Regions from separate parts of the Mus musculus genome. Here region 2 is linked to region 1. Evidence: chromatin contacts called from public Hi-C data. All regions are on one chromosome and are shown on one strand. The core of a region is the stretch at or near the end of the contact, and the rest is flanking DNA. Distances in the headings are between cores, read along the strand shown. Region 1 overlaps Gm32276 (a long non-coding RNA gene). Region 2 has its middle 27 kb from the start of Zfp326.

Region 1 (6,898 bases), core at 1,453-3,952:
TGGAACTCACTTTGTAGACCAGGCTGGCCTCGAACTCAGAAATCAACCTGCCTCTGCCTCCCAGGTGCTGGGATTAAAGGCATGTGCCACCACGCCCGGCTCAACCGCTCTACTCTTGAGCTACATACATACATACATACATACTACATACATCCCTTGTCTCCTAGGTTTTGTCTGAGCCTGCATCAACATGACAATGGTTAAACTTTCACCCATGTTTCAAAAACAACAACAACAACAACAACAACACCCCTCTGCTTAAATAATCCCTCATTCTTTTCAATTCTTTCCCCCCATATAGATGGTATCTTAGCAACTGGTTATATCTTTAATCAGCAATCAAAAACATTCTACTTGGTTTTCAATGATTTTCCTCCCCTTGGACAACCTGTTTTTGCTTTAGGACTCAAACAGTGATATAGACACTGGTGACAACCCTTCCATCTAGTCATTAGGGAGATTCATGTTAGAAGAAAACTTCCACGAGTCTGTAACAGTCTTAAGGAGCTTCTATCTGGTGTTGATTGGTTATCCTCTATCACTTACTTCTGTTGTTGATTGAGCATCCTCTGTTACTTCTATGTGTATTGATTACCCTCTATCATGCATCTGGATGCTTCCCAGAGAAAGCACAATGTTTTAGATTTAGTTCAAACTGTGTCCTGGGAAAACCTCACCAGATCTATATACTAACAGGAACCCTGTGAACCTATTAGCAAGAGATTTTTAAAAAGCAAATTAGTTGAGCCAGGGGACATACCCAAGGCTCTTCTGCATGGTAGGAAAGGGTTCTGCTACTGAACTGCACACCAGTACCCAGATATTCAAAATGTTTAATTGAGGCACAATATTTAAATAGTAAAGTATGCAATTCATGTATAAATTTGATGAATTCACACACACACACACACACACACACACACACACACACACACACACACGGTCATAGCCTACATCACGATATGAATTTTACTTTAGCATTATTCCTCTCAAAGCTTCCTTGTCTCGTTTGTGCCCTTTCCTGATAACTATCCCATCCCAGAAACCACTGGTGTCTGTGATAGTAGATTCCCCGATTCCTCAACTTTATAATAAAGAGAACCAGAGTATGTTGTCTTGTGTCTGGACTCCTTCCTTGTCATCAGTGAGATATGTCCATGTTGCCTCGGATACTGCATTCTTTTTTAAAAAATGGTTGCTTCTTATTCCAGTGTCTCCACATGTCATGAATTATCTATTTGTTCTGCTGTTGATAGACTCTCAGATTGTTTATCTATTTTTTAAAAGTTTTTAACATTTATTTTATGTACATGAGTGTTCTGTTTTCAGACACACTAGAAGAGGGCATCGGATCCTATTGAGGGCTACCATGTGGTTGCAGGGAATTGAACTCAGGATCTCTGGATGAACAGCCAGTGCTCTTAACCACTGAGACATCTCTCCAGCCCTCCACTTTTATCTATTGATGGGCACTCAGATTGTTTATGATTCTCGCCTATGTGGATAAGACTGTGTAGTTAGAAAGTTTCAGGTGTAAAAGAGCATTCAGCTGCACACAAATTCTATTATGTAGAAATTATATGATGATAGAGAGTAGAAAACCAAACTGAGCTGTCTGGGATGTTGTTTGTGAGACATCCTAAGAGAATCCTTATGCCATCCGAGGCCAGGTCAACCACAGACTGCAAACAACAACAAAAGACAGAAATTGTACGCTCATCAAAGTTAAAAAGGTTGACAAAGGATGACAACCTTCAGCACGGAGGAAGGTGTGTGCAAACCTCACATCTGATAAAGGATCTAAATCTAAATCTATAAAGGATGGCTAAAACCCAAGAGTAACAGCAAACCTCCAATAATCTAGGTCAAGTGTAAGCCAATGACTCAGCAAACATTTCGGCATGGGCTAAGCTCACAGAACTAAGATCAGCATCATCAGTCAGTAGAGAGGTAAACTGGGCCAGGGTGAGACACCACTCTTCATTTGCTAGGAAAGTTAGGAAACAGAACAAAGTGGAAAATAAGAGTTGGTGAGAATGTAGGGGACACATGACCTTCATGAGCATGGCAAATGCCAAAGCCACTGCAGGAAGCAGTTTGGTGATTTCTACAAGTTGGAGATGAAACTACCACATGACCCAGAAATTTCATTTTTGTACCCAAGAGAGAACTGGAAGTGATTTGAACAGGTATCTCGAGAGAAAAGTATGCAAGCAGCCCTCTTCTGGCTAACCACGCTGTAAACAAAGAGTGTCTATCGACAGGTGAGTGAGAGGGTGAGAAACCTGTCTGCAGGTGAATATTCAGCCATGGAAAAAAATGAATGCAGATTTTTCTGTTTTGTAATTGATTTATTTTGTTATTGTGCAAATGATATATACATAAATTCTGGTTATGCTATCCTCCACTGTCTTTTTTTCCCTTCCTTTCCCTTCCAATGACCTCCCCATCCCCACACCGGAAGTATTGTCCCCAAGCATCCGTCTGCAGGGGTGCACATGCGTCAAGTCATCCTCTCCAGACAGCTACTAGAAGAAAGTCCTTGGGACAGTCTTCCTGGTGGAGGAGAGAAAAGAAATCTTAAAATCCCAGGCCAGGTTACTCTGGGATACGTTTGTGTCCTCTGTGGCCCACAGGGGTGGGTCTGTGCGCGTAGCATCTCCCAGCATACCTAGATCATGACTTACAGAAAACCTCCCCATGCAATAACTGTTAGGGAAGTGAAACTGACCCTGAAGAACAGACACCAACAGGGCCACTTCTCTTTGTAGAAGGCTGGAGACAATCTACGTGTTCTGGGTGATGGGTCATGAGGCCCGGACATCCTGGCAGGCTGGGTGTGGGAAGGACTAAGTAAGGACAGTAGAGGTTCCTGGTTATAAGGAGAATTTCCTCCTGGCCTATTTCAAGACAGAGAGAAAGAGGACACCCTGAGGGGAAGGGGTGTCTCAGGTAATCGATTGCCAGAGATCTTGTACACCATGGCCCATCCAGGGAAGGCTCACAGGGAAAGCCTTCCGTTCATGGCTTATTTAATTGTGCACACACCCATTTTGGTTTTTTTTGTTTGTTTGTTTTGTTTTGTTTTTGTTGTTGTTGTTTTGGTTTGGTTTTTCGAGACAAGGTTTCTCTGTGTAGCCCTGGCTGTCCTGGAACTCACTCTGTAGACCAGGCTGGCCTCAAACTCAGAAATCCACCTGCCTCTGCCTCTCAAGTGCTGGGATTAAATGCGTGTGCCACCACTGGCCACGCCCATCTCTTATTCCAGAAGGCTACGTGTCTCTTCTGGTGATGAGCAGAGGGTGGTCAATCCAGATTTAATGCTACATTTTTCTTATAAGCATATTTAGACATTATAGGTTTTTTTTCCTTAAAGATTTATTTTATATATGTGAGTACATTTTCGCTATCTTCAGACACACCAGAAAAGGGCATCAGACCCAGTTACAGATGGTTGTGAGCCACCATGTGGTTGCTGGGAATTGAACTCAGGACCTCTGGAAGAGCCGTCAGTGCTCTTAACTGCTGAACCATCTCTCTAGCCTGAGACTATAGGTCTTAGATCCACACAGATCACCTCTTGTCTCTTTTTAGAAGAGTCCCACTTGCATTACAAATAAATAATGTTTGAAGACAAGATCTCATGTAGTCCAAGTTAGCCTCAAAGTCCGGATGAGGCGAGAATGGCCTTGGATTTCACACACTCTTATGCATCTTATGCTTATCTCCCAAGTGTGGGGCAACAGGCATGCACCACCACACAAGTTTATGCAGCTCTAGGGCTTGGACCCAGGGCATTGTGGGAGGCAAGCAGTCTGTGAGCTGAGCTGTATCCGCAGATTCTGTATTTATCATCATCATGCTACCTGCGAGGTTTTGAAGTGGTCATGAAAGATAATCACTGGTCTGTCTTCCACCTCAGGTTTTTTTTTTTTTTTCTTTTTTTCTAGCTGATCTTGGTAATTCTCAGTGTTTAACACAAAGGATATTAGAGAGCAACCATGAAGAATAAGGAAATGTATAAAAAGGCAGAAATCCAGAGAGATAGCTCATCACATAAACCACCTTCTATGAAAACACGATACCTTGAGTCAAATCCCCAGAACCCACACTAAGCCAGATGCATGGGTCTCACCCAGAATCCCAGCGAGTCGGAAGTGGAGACAGGAGACTCACCCTGATGGCCTGGAGTTTGGAGAATATAAGAGCCCCTATGTCACCAAGAAAGGAAGGAGCAACTCCTGAAAACTGTCTTGTGACTTCTTCACAGGAAACCTTGCACTCATGCACACAGGTACACGTGCACACAAGCACACACACAATGATAAAATATAATTAAAGAAAAAGAAAAAGGAGTCTGTGCGTATTGATCTTACCTTCCAATACATGTACTTTGAATGTTTCTCATAATTGGCTATATTGAACATTTCCCAAATACTATACAACAAGTTATAATAGGATAATATTTATATATTCAGTGTGATGTGTATATTACCCATGTGTGTCTGTGATGTGTGTATATGTGTGTGTTTGCACACGTTCATGTATGAGGACAAGTGAGTGTGCGCCACGCCCGTGTATGGAGATCAGAGGACACCCTCCGTGTCCTTGTTTTCCTTCTTGTTTGAGACAAGGTCATGTTGTTTGCAGCTGGGAACACCAGGCCAGCTGAGCTACAAACTTCTGGAGCCTCTCTGGTCTCCTAGCTACCTATCTCCCATCTAGCTATCTCCTATCTACCTATCTCTTATCTCCCACCTACCAGTGTCCTATTCCCTGCCATCTACCTTGATGGATGCAGGGATACAACTGCTGTCTGCTGGCCGTCTGCTGAGCTAGGCTTTTACATGCATCCTGGAGCTTCAAACTCCTCACACTTGCATAGCAAGCACTTTATTGAAAGACTTACTTGTAGCTGCTTGTATTCTCATTATGCTTGTATCCTCCAATTATGTCCTCCCAAAGCTGCTTACTCAAGTGTCTGCAGGTAGCTTCTAGGAACCTATCCCAGTTGGTTCTGATTTGTAAATTAAAATGTCAACAGCCAATAGCTGGGAAGGACAAAGGTGCGCTTTTGGAAAATCCCAGGCTTGGGACTTGGAAGAGGAGGAAAATTTTAATGGACCTTTAACTCGGCCTGGTAGACTAGGCTAGGGGCTCTGCTCTCAGTTTGTCCAATGTTAGTATTGTAATTGTATATCACCACACCTAGCTTTGGTGTTTGTGTGTGTGTGTGTGTGTGTGTGTGTGTGTGTGTGTATGTCCTGGGGCACAAACTAAGTCCTTATGCTTACATGGTTAGTTCTTTAGTGATTGAGCTGCATTCCACATCTTCTTTCCCTGGACCAGGGATGGAGAGGTATCATCTTGGAGCAGCCTATGTAAATTTGATATGGGTGAGATTTTGACGGCTGCCTTTTCTTGAGTAAGCTCCCCTTACTCCAAGCCCTCCGGCAGGCCAGATGCAAAACACCAGGGACTAAAGAACCCTTGGGGATAACTCAACTGCCACTGTACAGGGCCACTCCTCAGAGCCCCCAAGCTTTCTTGCCCCAGGGTGCCACATTCAGAAAGATCTGAGCTAACCTGATTATGCTCAGCTCCTGCCAACAAAGGTCATAGTCCAGGCTTAATAAAAAAAGACAAGGAAAATGTAAGTGGAGTCCAAATGAAGTATAATTCTATTTCCTTTTTATCTAAGCAACTTAGGAGGACAAAGGGTATGGGATCTGCTGAGAGCAAGCTGAGTCTCTTGATAAATCACAGTGGCTCTTAGGGCGTCGATGAAACTGGGTTACTGAAAGGGAGGTGTAGGAGCATGGAGTCCTCGTGCTCACAGTTAAGCACCAAAGGAAACAAGAATGTTAAACACACACGGAGGTTCTTTCTAAGGCAGGGATGCATAACCTCTTTATCTGCACAGAAGGCTGGGAGCAGAGATGGTTGACAGCCCGGCCACCTTTGCAGTATTCGTGTGTCAAGACCACACTGGAGCCTCCCCCAGACCCCTATCATGCGCCTGTCAATCTATAGAAGCCGTCTTTATGGAAGACGTCATATCTACTTCATAAAGAGCTTCAATGTAGTCACATCTCAAACTTTATTGTGCATACAGAATTAGTTACTGTGAGGAAGATTTTCACCAAATTGTGCCCTGCTTAAGTGTGCCTGAAATAAGCTACTCAGGGGGAGACTCCTGAAGTTTGAATGAACTCCAGCTACTGAGTTGTGTTGATCTTACTACCTTCTTGCCTCCCACATCACTTTGTGGGCCATGGTGGACCGAGACCCCCGCAGGGAAGTAGGACACTCAGAGGGAATAACAAGTCTCCAAGTACTACAATTCTGATGCAACCACGTCTTTAATTCTTCATCATCTACTCTTTGTCCCCAACATTGTCAACAATACAAATCGGCCAGCTTTCCAGACTTCAAGTAAAAAGCACTGGGCTCTCACTGAGCTGGACCAGCAGGTCAAGTGACATTTCAATACATGTGTCTGTACCACAGGCACTAATCAAATCAGAGCTGTTCCTCTTTCTGTCATTGTTGCTTTGTGTTCGAAGCCAACAAACATCTCCCTTCTAGTGACTTTTATGGACTATGGCAGCAGTTACTGTGGGGACACCTATTCTATTGTTTTGTAGAACAGAACAATTTATTACTTCTGTCCGTATTTTGGTGTCCATGAGCCATCCTCCCTCTCCCCCTCTCTCCTTGGGTCTTACATCTTGTTCTTGTGGTCAAAACATGATTGTCACAGTCTGAGGGCAGAGAAGGGGACAGCTGGAAGGTAAGTACAGCATTGTCCTTTTGCTTAAGAGCAGAAAACACTTTTTTGATTAAACAATAGATACTCATTTCTTGACAGTGTGGAAGCTGGAGACTGCAAGGCCAA
Region 2 (6,898 bases), core at 2,694-5,193, 190 kb before region 1:
GTGTAGTCAGGCTGAGCTTCAGTGTCTGATCCTCCGCTCCTAGCTCTCAGTGCTGGGTTTCAGGCATGTACCACCATGCCCCGTTTATGTGGTACAGAGGGTGGAGCTCGGGGCTTGGTGGATGCTACTTGACACTCTGCTTTAAAGATTCTACTTCAAATACATCCCAAGGAACTAGGAACTGGTGCTTCGTGGTCTGTAGTTTGGAGGAAACTGAAACACATAACATGCATGTCCAGTAGAGGCTCTGGAAAGTATTCCATGGCTCTCTTCAGTTAAAGAAGATCTCCTGGCAGAGGTAATATGCTTTAAATGCATGCAGGTAGGCCATCAAGATGGCTGCCTACTAGCCACTTGCTGGTTTCCATATGATGCTTCACATATATTCTGTCAAACCCTGGGGACTCAGTAAACCAAGTCAAAAAAGAAGGTCAAAGGCTGGAGAGATGGCTCAGAGGTTAAGAGCACTGGCTGCTCTTCCAGAGGTCCTGAGTTCAAATCTCAGCAACCACATGGTGGCTCACAATCATCTGTAATGGGGTTTGATGCCCTCTTCTGGTGTGTCTGAAGACAGCCACAGTGCACTCATTTTATATATGTATATATATATATATATATATATATATATATATATATATATATATGAAATAAAATCTTTTTTAAAAAAAGGTCAAGAAATCGAAAATAAGAGCCGTTGACTTACAAATTGTTCCTGGAAGAAAAGAGCTGCGTAGGCTCAGGATCAGTGATAAATAAAATTTATTAGCCATATCCTGCGCTGTACTTAAAATGGGTGATATTAGTCCATTTCGTCTATACACTCTTCACATTAACTCAGTGAGGCATATAATACATATTATTACTATGTTGTCACTCTTACTTTATAGTGCAGAAAGCTTAGATGCAGGGAGATTTGGTCAGAGTGAAGTCAAAGCTTGTAAAGCCAGAACTTAAGCAAGTCCACATAACTTGTAGACAGGTTTCAACCTGAGGACACAGGGCCATAAGGACCCAGGAGGAGAAAAAAACAAAAAAACAAAAAACAAAAAAATCAAAAAGCAGAAAAACCCAAAATGAAACAATCAACAAAATAGAAGAAAGGGTGAGGCAAACGTCACCTGCTCTCCAGGCGAGGGAGAGGAAGGGAAACAGTTCCTGCAGCATCTAGGTGCATGCTGCAGCCTGTGAGTACCAGCATCTGGGTGCATGCTGCAGGCTGTGAGTACCAGCATCTGGGTGCATGCTGCAGCCTGTGAGTACCAGCATCTGGGTGCATGCTGCAGCCTGTGAGTACCAGCATCTGGGTGCATGCTGCAGGCTGTGAGTACCAGCATCTGGGTGCATGCTGCAGCCTGTGAGTACCAGCATCTGGGTGCATGCTGCAGCCTGTGAGTACCAGCATCTGGGTGCATGCTGCAGCCTGTGAGTACCAGCATCTGGGTGCATGCTGCAGCCTGTGAGTACCAGCATCTGGGTGCATGCTGCAGCCTGTGAGTACCAGCATCTGGGTGCATGCTGCAGGCTGTGAGTACCAGCATCTGGGTGCATGCTGCAGCCTGTGAGTACCAGCATCTGGGTGCATGCTGCAGCCTGTGAGTACCAGCATCTGGGTGCATGCTGCAGCCTGTGAGTACCAGCATCTGGGTGCATGCTGCAGCCTGTGAGTACCAGCATCTGGGTGCATGCTGCAGGCTGTGAGTACCAGCATCTGGGTGCATGCTGCAGGCTGTGAGTACCAGCATCTGGGTGCATGCTGCAGCCTGTGAGTACCAGCATCTGGGTGCATGCTGCAGGCTGTGAGTACCAGCATCTGGGTGCATGCTGCAGGCTGTGAGTACCAGCATCTGGGTGCATGCTGCAGGCTGTGAGTACCAGCATCTGGGTGCATGCTGCAGGCTGTGAGTACCAGCATCTGGGTGCATGCTGCAGCCTGTGAGTACCAGCATCTGGGTGCATGCTGCAGCCTGTGAGTACCAGCATCTGGGTGCATGCTGCAGGCTGTGAGTACCAGCATCTGGGTGCATGCTGCAGGCTGTGAGTACCAGCATCTGGGTGCATGCTGCAGCCTGTGAGTACCAGCATCTGGGTGCATGCTGCAGCCTGTGAGTACCAGCATCTGGGTGCATGCTGCAGCCTGTGAGTACCAGCATCTGGGTGCATGCTGCAGCCTGTGAGTACCAGCATCTGGGTGCATGCTGCAGGCTGTGAGTACCAGCATCTGGGTGCATGCTGCAGGCTGTGAGTACCAGCATCTGGGTGCATGCTGCAGGCTGTGAGTACCAGCATCTGGGTGCATGCTGCAGGCTGTGAGTACCAGCATCTGGGTGCATGCTGCAGCCTGTGAGTACCAGCATCTGGGTGCATGCTGCAGCCTGTGAGTACCAGCATCTGGGTGCATGCTGCAGCCTGTGAGTACCAGCATCTGGGTGCATGCTGCAGGCTGTGAGTACCAGCATCTGGGTGCATGCTGCAGCCTGTGAGTACCAGCATCTGGGTGCATGCTGCAGGCTGTGAGTACCAGCATCTGGGTGCATGCTGCAGGCTGTGAGTACCAGCATCTGGGTGCATGCTGCAAGCTGTGAGTACCAGCATCTGGGTGCATGCTGCAGCCTGTGAGTACCAGCATCTGGGTGCATGCTGCAGGCTGTGAGTACCAGCATCTGGGTGCATGCTGCAGGCTGTGAGTACCAGCATCTGGGTGCATGCTGCAAGCTGTGAGTACCAGCATCTGGGTGCATGCTGCAAGCTGTGAGTACCGGGAACACAGATGTCAAACACCACCCACAACAGGATCTATCTTCGCAGCTGTGTGCGAAGGGTTGGAGTTCAGACCAGGGTGGACTTTCCCACGTTGGGAAGCCAGTGGAAACAAATCTCTTCGAAAGCATTCTGAGTCAATGAGTCTCCACCTCATTCTATTCAGTCCCTTTTTGCCATAATTGCTTTGGAGACGCTCTTTTGCCATCATGAAATAAAATATTTAGCCTCTATTACACACTTATGCACATATGTTACACACACACATACATATATACATTACACACATACGCACATCTGTTACTCACATTTGCACATACGTTAGGGGAAAACACACCATCTAGGATGACCAACAGTCCTAGTTTGCTTAGGACTGAGGTTTGCTGGAACACAGGACTTTCATTTAAGCTGACACTACAATATAAAGGGGGAACTAATGAAGAGTAATTAAAATCAATTACCATGTACAAGAAACCCTTGGCTGGGTTACCTTAGTGGACTCACTGAAATAGCCAGTGGATGGACCAGAAGTGCCCAGACAAAGGATCTTCCAAGTGTCTGAGACTTTCTTGAAGACATAAATTACACAGAGCTACTTTATCTATAGGAAAAGTGAAAATTTTGAGGGAACACATACCAACCACTTCCTACATGTAGACCAGAAGAAAATAAATAAATAAATTTCCAGGCAATCTCACTTCAGGGTTGATTCTGAGGAACTTGGAGGGCCCTGCCCTTTCATAGGGGTTGAGTCTTTGGAAATTGGCCAACATGTGTAGCAGAGAGCCCAGGCAGTCACAATATGGGTTTGTTTAGTCCTCTCCAACTGCTTGGAGATACCCCGCCCTCAGTAAGCACTCGGGTGCATTGAGTCTGGCTGTGGGAAAAGGTACCAGACAGAATGGGGAGTTGGAAGTCGGGCTGACAGGGGTCTAAATCCCACCTAGCAAAGGCTAAGTCTTCAGACACTTTGAAGAGCTTGCCTGGTGCTTCAGTGTCCCACTTTTGAAGAATATCTGTGACACTGTAAGGAATACAGAACGCAGAACACCTTGCAGAGGCTGCATGACAGCTGTTTCTTTATTGTTATGTAGCAAAGCAGCAATTACCGCTAAGCAGAGGAAGTGGGGTGGGGGGGACACACACATTTCCAGTGGCCTACTTCCTGGAGAAAATAGATACCAGAGACAAGAGGAGGACTCAATAGTGACTAACTCAGGAGGATCCAACACTGGAGTCACAGTGCAGGATGAGGTCACCTGGGTTTGTCATTGGTGACAGGTGGCCTTGGTGCTGCACTACTGTAGCACTACTGAGTAGCTCAGAGGGAGTTTCATATTCAGAAAGCCTGGGTTCCCGTCTCAAGTATCCTTCTCGTCAGTAAGCTGGGAGGGAAAAAAGATCACTTCATTTCTCAGGATCTTTATAAGTACGAGTTTAATAATACCAGTTTATTATGACATTGAATGAGACATGGAAGACGCCTTGTTCTCAGCCAGACTCCAACACGGCCACCCTTAACTAACCGAAAGCTGTGACACCAGCATTGGAAGAGACTCGTTTGGGAGAATCCCTTCTCTGAGAAGACTTTTAAAAGCATCTACACCCCTCTCCCATATAAAGTCCCAACAGAACCAAAGTATGACTCCATCCAAGTTTGCTCTGGGGAACCAACGAGTTAATCGGACTACTTACAGAGTAGGGTCACAGGCAGAAGCATGGACGACCCTAGTGCAGTCCCACGGGAAAGCATTCACCCAGCATCCCTGATGGCTTCCCCATTATCCTCCCTCAGCCCATATGCTTCAGTGGCTGTTGTGTAATTAGGGCAGAACTTCACACAAATGGCTGTGAGGAGTGGCTAGAGTCCCAGGTGAGGGTCTAGTGACCCTCCGCAACTCCTCCTTCTCTGAAAGAGGGTCAGTGGTCATAAGACCTGCTCTTGGTGGCCTCTTTTAAGCACGGCTTACATGATGAAGACCCTAAAAGGTCTGATGAAGATGGATACAGTTCTGCCTAGAGAGCCACATACCACGACAGGCCTGAGCAATGTGAGCTTCAGTTCCTAGTGTTTCAGCCATGCCAGGGAGTTTCTGCCAGGGTTACAGGTAATATCCAAAAGTATTTCCATTCATTACACAGTGTCATCTTCACTGTGAGCCCCATGCTGACAGAGCTAGCCAGTTCAGAAACATGGCTGGTTGCCCTAACACAGAAAGGGTAAGACTATACCAGGCATCCTGACCTGCACCAGCCTGCAGTGTTTCTACACATATTCTTTCTGCCAGAGCAAATGATGTGGTACCTACCGCCTTCAACAGGTGGGAAATGAGGATTTCCAACAGGCTCTGCAGCAGCTCATTTTGTAGAATATACGGCTAGCATTCATGAGTCCTGGTGTTCCAGCCCCGGTGTTTCATAAACTGGGCATAGGGTCACACAACTCTAATTACAGATTTCTCTAGGGTAAGTAGAGACTGGAATGTATCCTCAAATTCAAAGCCAATTTGGATTCTACCAAAAAAAAAAAAAAAAGACCGTAGGTTGAGATATTTATGGACAGCCACAATGACTTCAGGTAGCAAAGACTTGAGAATGATTCAATCGTCTGTTTTCCCAGAGAAAGACTTGTTATGAATCAGCTTGTTGAGAACTGGCACTTTACCAAGGATATGTTTTCTTTTCTTAACGAAAATAAATTATTAGCAAATAGTCTTGCTGAGTTGCTGCCGTTTCCACCATGGTTTCCGTGGCCTTGCCTCTGCCGAGCGACAGCTGAGGCCTTCTCTTTACTACGAAGATTACCTTCTCTTGGTCAGAAAGCTGTGCTTACTTTGGTCTTTTCCCATTCCCATTTGGCCCACAGAATGGAAGACTCCAGCAGAAGTTATAGATTTGGAGCAGGCATGGTGGTACAGGCCTATAACCCCAGCAACTGAGAGGGTGTATGTATCAGGAATTCACAACCTCCCGGTGAGTTTAAGGAAGGACAGGTTGGTGGGCTACATAATACCCTCAAAAAAACAAAAACAAAAACAAAGGGGAAAATGGCATTTGAAATGGCCAGTGTTTTTGTGTTGTTGTTGTTTGTTTTTGTTTTTGTTATTTTAACTTTTAATGATCTAGAACTCATTCTATTGTCCAGGCTGGCCTCAAACTTGGAGGGATCATAGGCTTGAGCCATGACACCCAGCATTTCTTTACCATCTTTTAACATGTGGATTGATTTTCTACAGGGAGCCTTCTGTAAGCCCAGTGTGGGGTCAGGCACCAACCGTCTGATGTCACTGGGATAAAAGAACAACAGACATACTATTACTCATGGTTCCACGAGCAAGGGATTTTGGGCTCACTTAGCGGACCACTTTGGCATAGCAACAGTAATAACATCATCCAGGGATTATTGCTGTGGTTGTCACAGCAACAGTAATAATGTCATCCAGGGATGCAGTATCTGCCGGCCTGACTGAGTATGAAAGGTCTGCTCCCTAGGATTCTCCCTCACATGCTGGAAACAACACTGACGATGGAGGACTTCCCCTACAGAAGTGACCCAAAGGAAGAGCAGCTGTAGAGTCCTCAGGGCAAACTCAGAGTCACACCATGTCCCTTCTGCAGTACTCACCTGCCACAGAGCCGCAAGGGGGGTGATCACCAGGGGCAAGGATCGCTGAGGTATCCCGAGGGGCTACCAAGGAAGTAGGACAAGAGTTCTCTCAATGTAGCAGAAGACCCTCCCAGGAAAAAAGGTTGGAGGTGATGGTGATGGTGATGGAGGTGATAGCTCTGCTTTTCTGCTGCTCACAACCTAGCATCTAAGACAATTTCTAGCATGTAAAGGTGTCTCAATAGAAGGTTCTGTAATAAATAGACAGGAAAGCCTTTTTTAGATGTCTCTGTGAAATTGACAAACATGTATCTTTTCAGTTTCAAAGAAAGCAGCCCAATGGCTTGTAAACATTTTCTTACATCGTGGATATGGTAATTGCCGAGAAAAGAGTAAGACCTACTAAGCTTCCTCCAACTCAGCTTATTCTTATCAGAGCCTTTCTGAGTCCTGGTTCTCCACTCCATAAAGCCAGAGATTTGCATTAAATGATACCAAAAGCACTTCCAGGATGAATGTCTTGATACTATTTGT

Evidence for each region. Hi-C and Micro-C count contacts between places; a contact is called where the count stands out from the background.
Region 2: a Hi-C map of bone marrow-derived macrophages shows a contact between it and region 1, with 27 read pairs. The contact joins two enhancer-like sites. A contact is called at or near these places in 10 of 39 promoter capture datasets (the C10 cell line, the HPC-7 cell line, cranial neural crest and 7 more), 4 of 15 datasets of contacts at CTCF or cohesin (CD8 T cells, the NIH/3T3 cell line, embryonic stem cells and 1 more), 33 of 484 Hi-C or Micro-C datasets (the 3T3-L1 cell line, the AtT-20 cell line, B cells and 21 more), 14 of 115 datasets of contacts at active chromatin or transcription factors (the 230-238 cell line, acute myeloid leukemia, bone marrow-derived macrophages and 7 more) and 1 of 9 other capture datasets (embryonic stem cells).

What each region holds. Positions count from the first base shown.
Region 1 is chr5:105,657,940-105,664,837 of GRCm38.p6, reverse strand. It overlaps Gm32276 (a long non-coding RNA gene), which reads right to left. Exons shown (of 5, transcript XR_389458.3): 5 at 2,407-2,556. Among named protein-coding and RNA genes, the nearest start is that of Gm32276, 10 kb to the right of the region's middle. Within about 2 kb of position 2,702, at least 43 of the 459 cell types and tissues checked have an H3K27ac peak or open chromatin away from gene starts, as enhancers often do. A contact at or near this core is called in bone marrow-derived macrophages, where this site is marked.
Region 2 is chr5:105,846,491-105,853,388 of GRCm38.p6, reverse strand. No RefSeq gene overlaps it. Among named protein-coding and RNA genes, the nearest start is that of Zfp326, 27 kb to the left of the region's middle. Within about 2 kb of position 3,943, at least 23 of the 459 cell types and tissues checked have an H3K27ac peak or open chromatin away from gene starts, as enhancers often do. A contact at or near this core is called in bone marrow-derived macrophages, where this site is marked.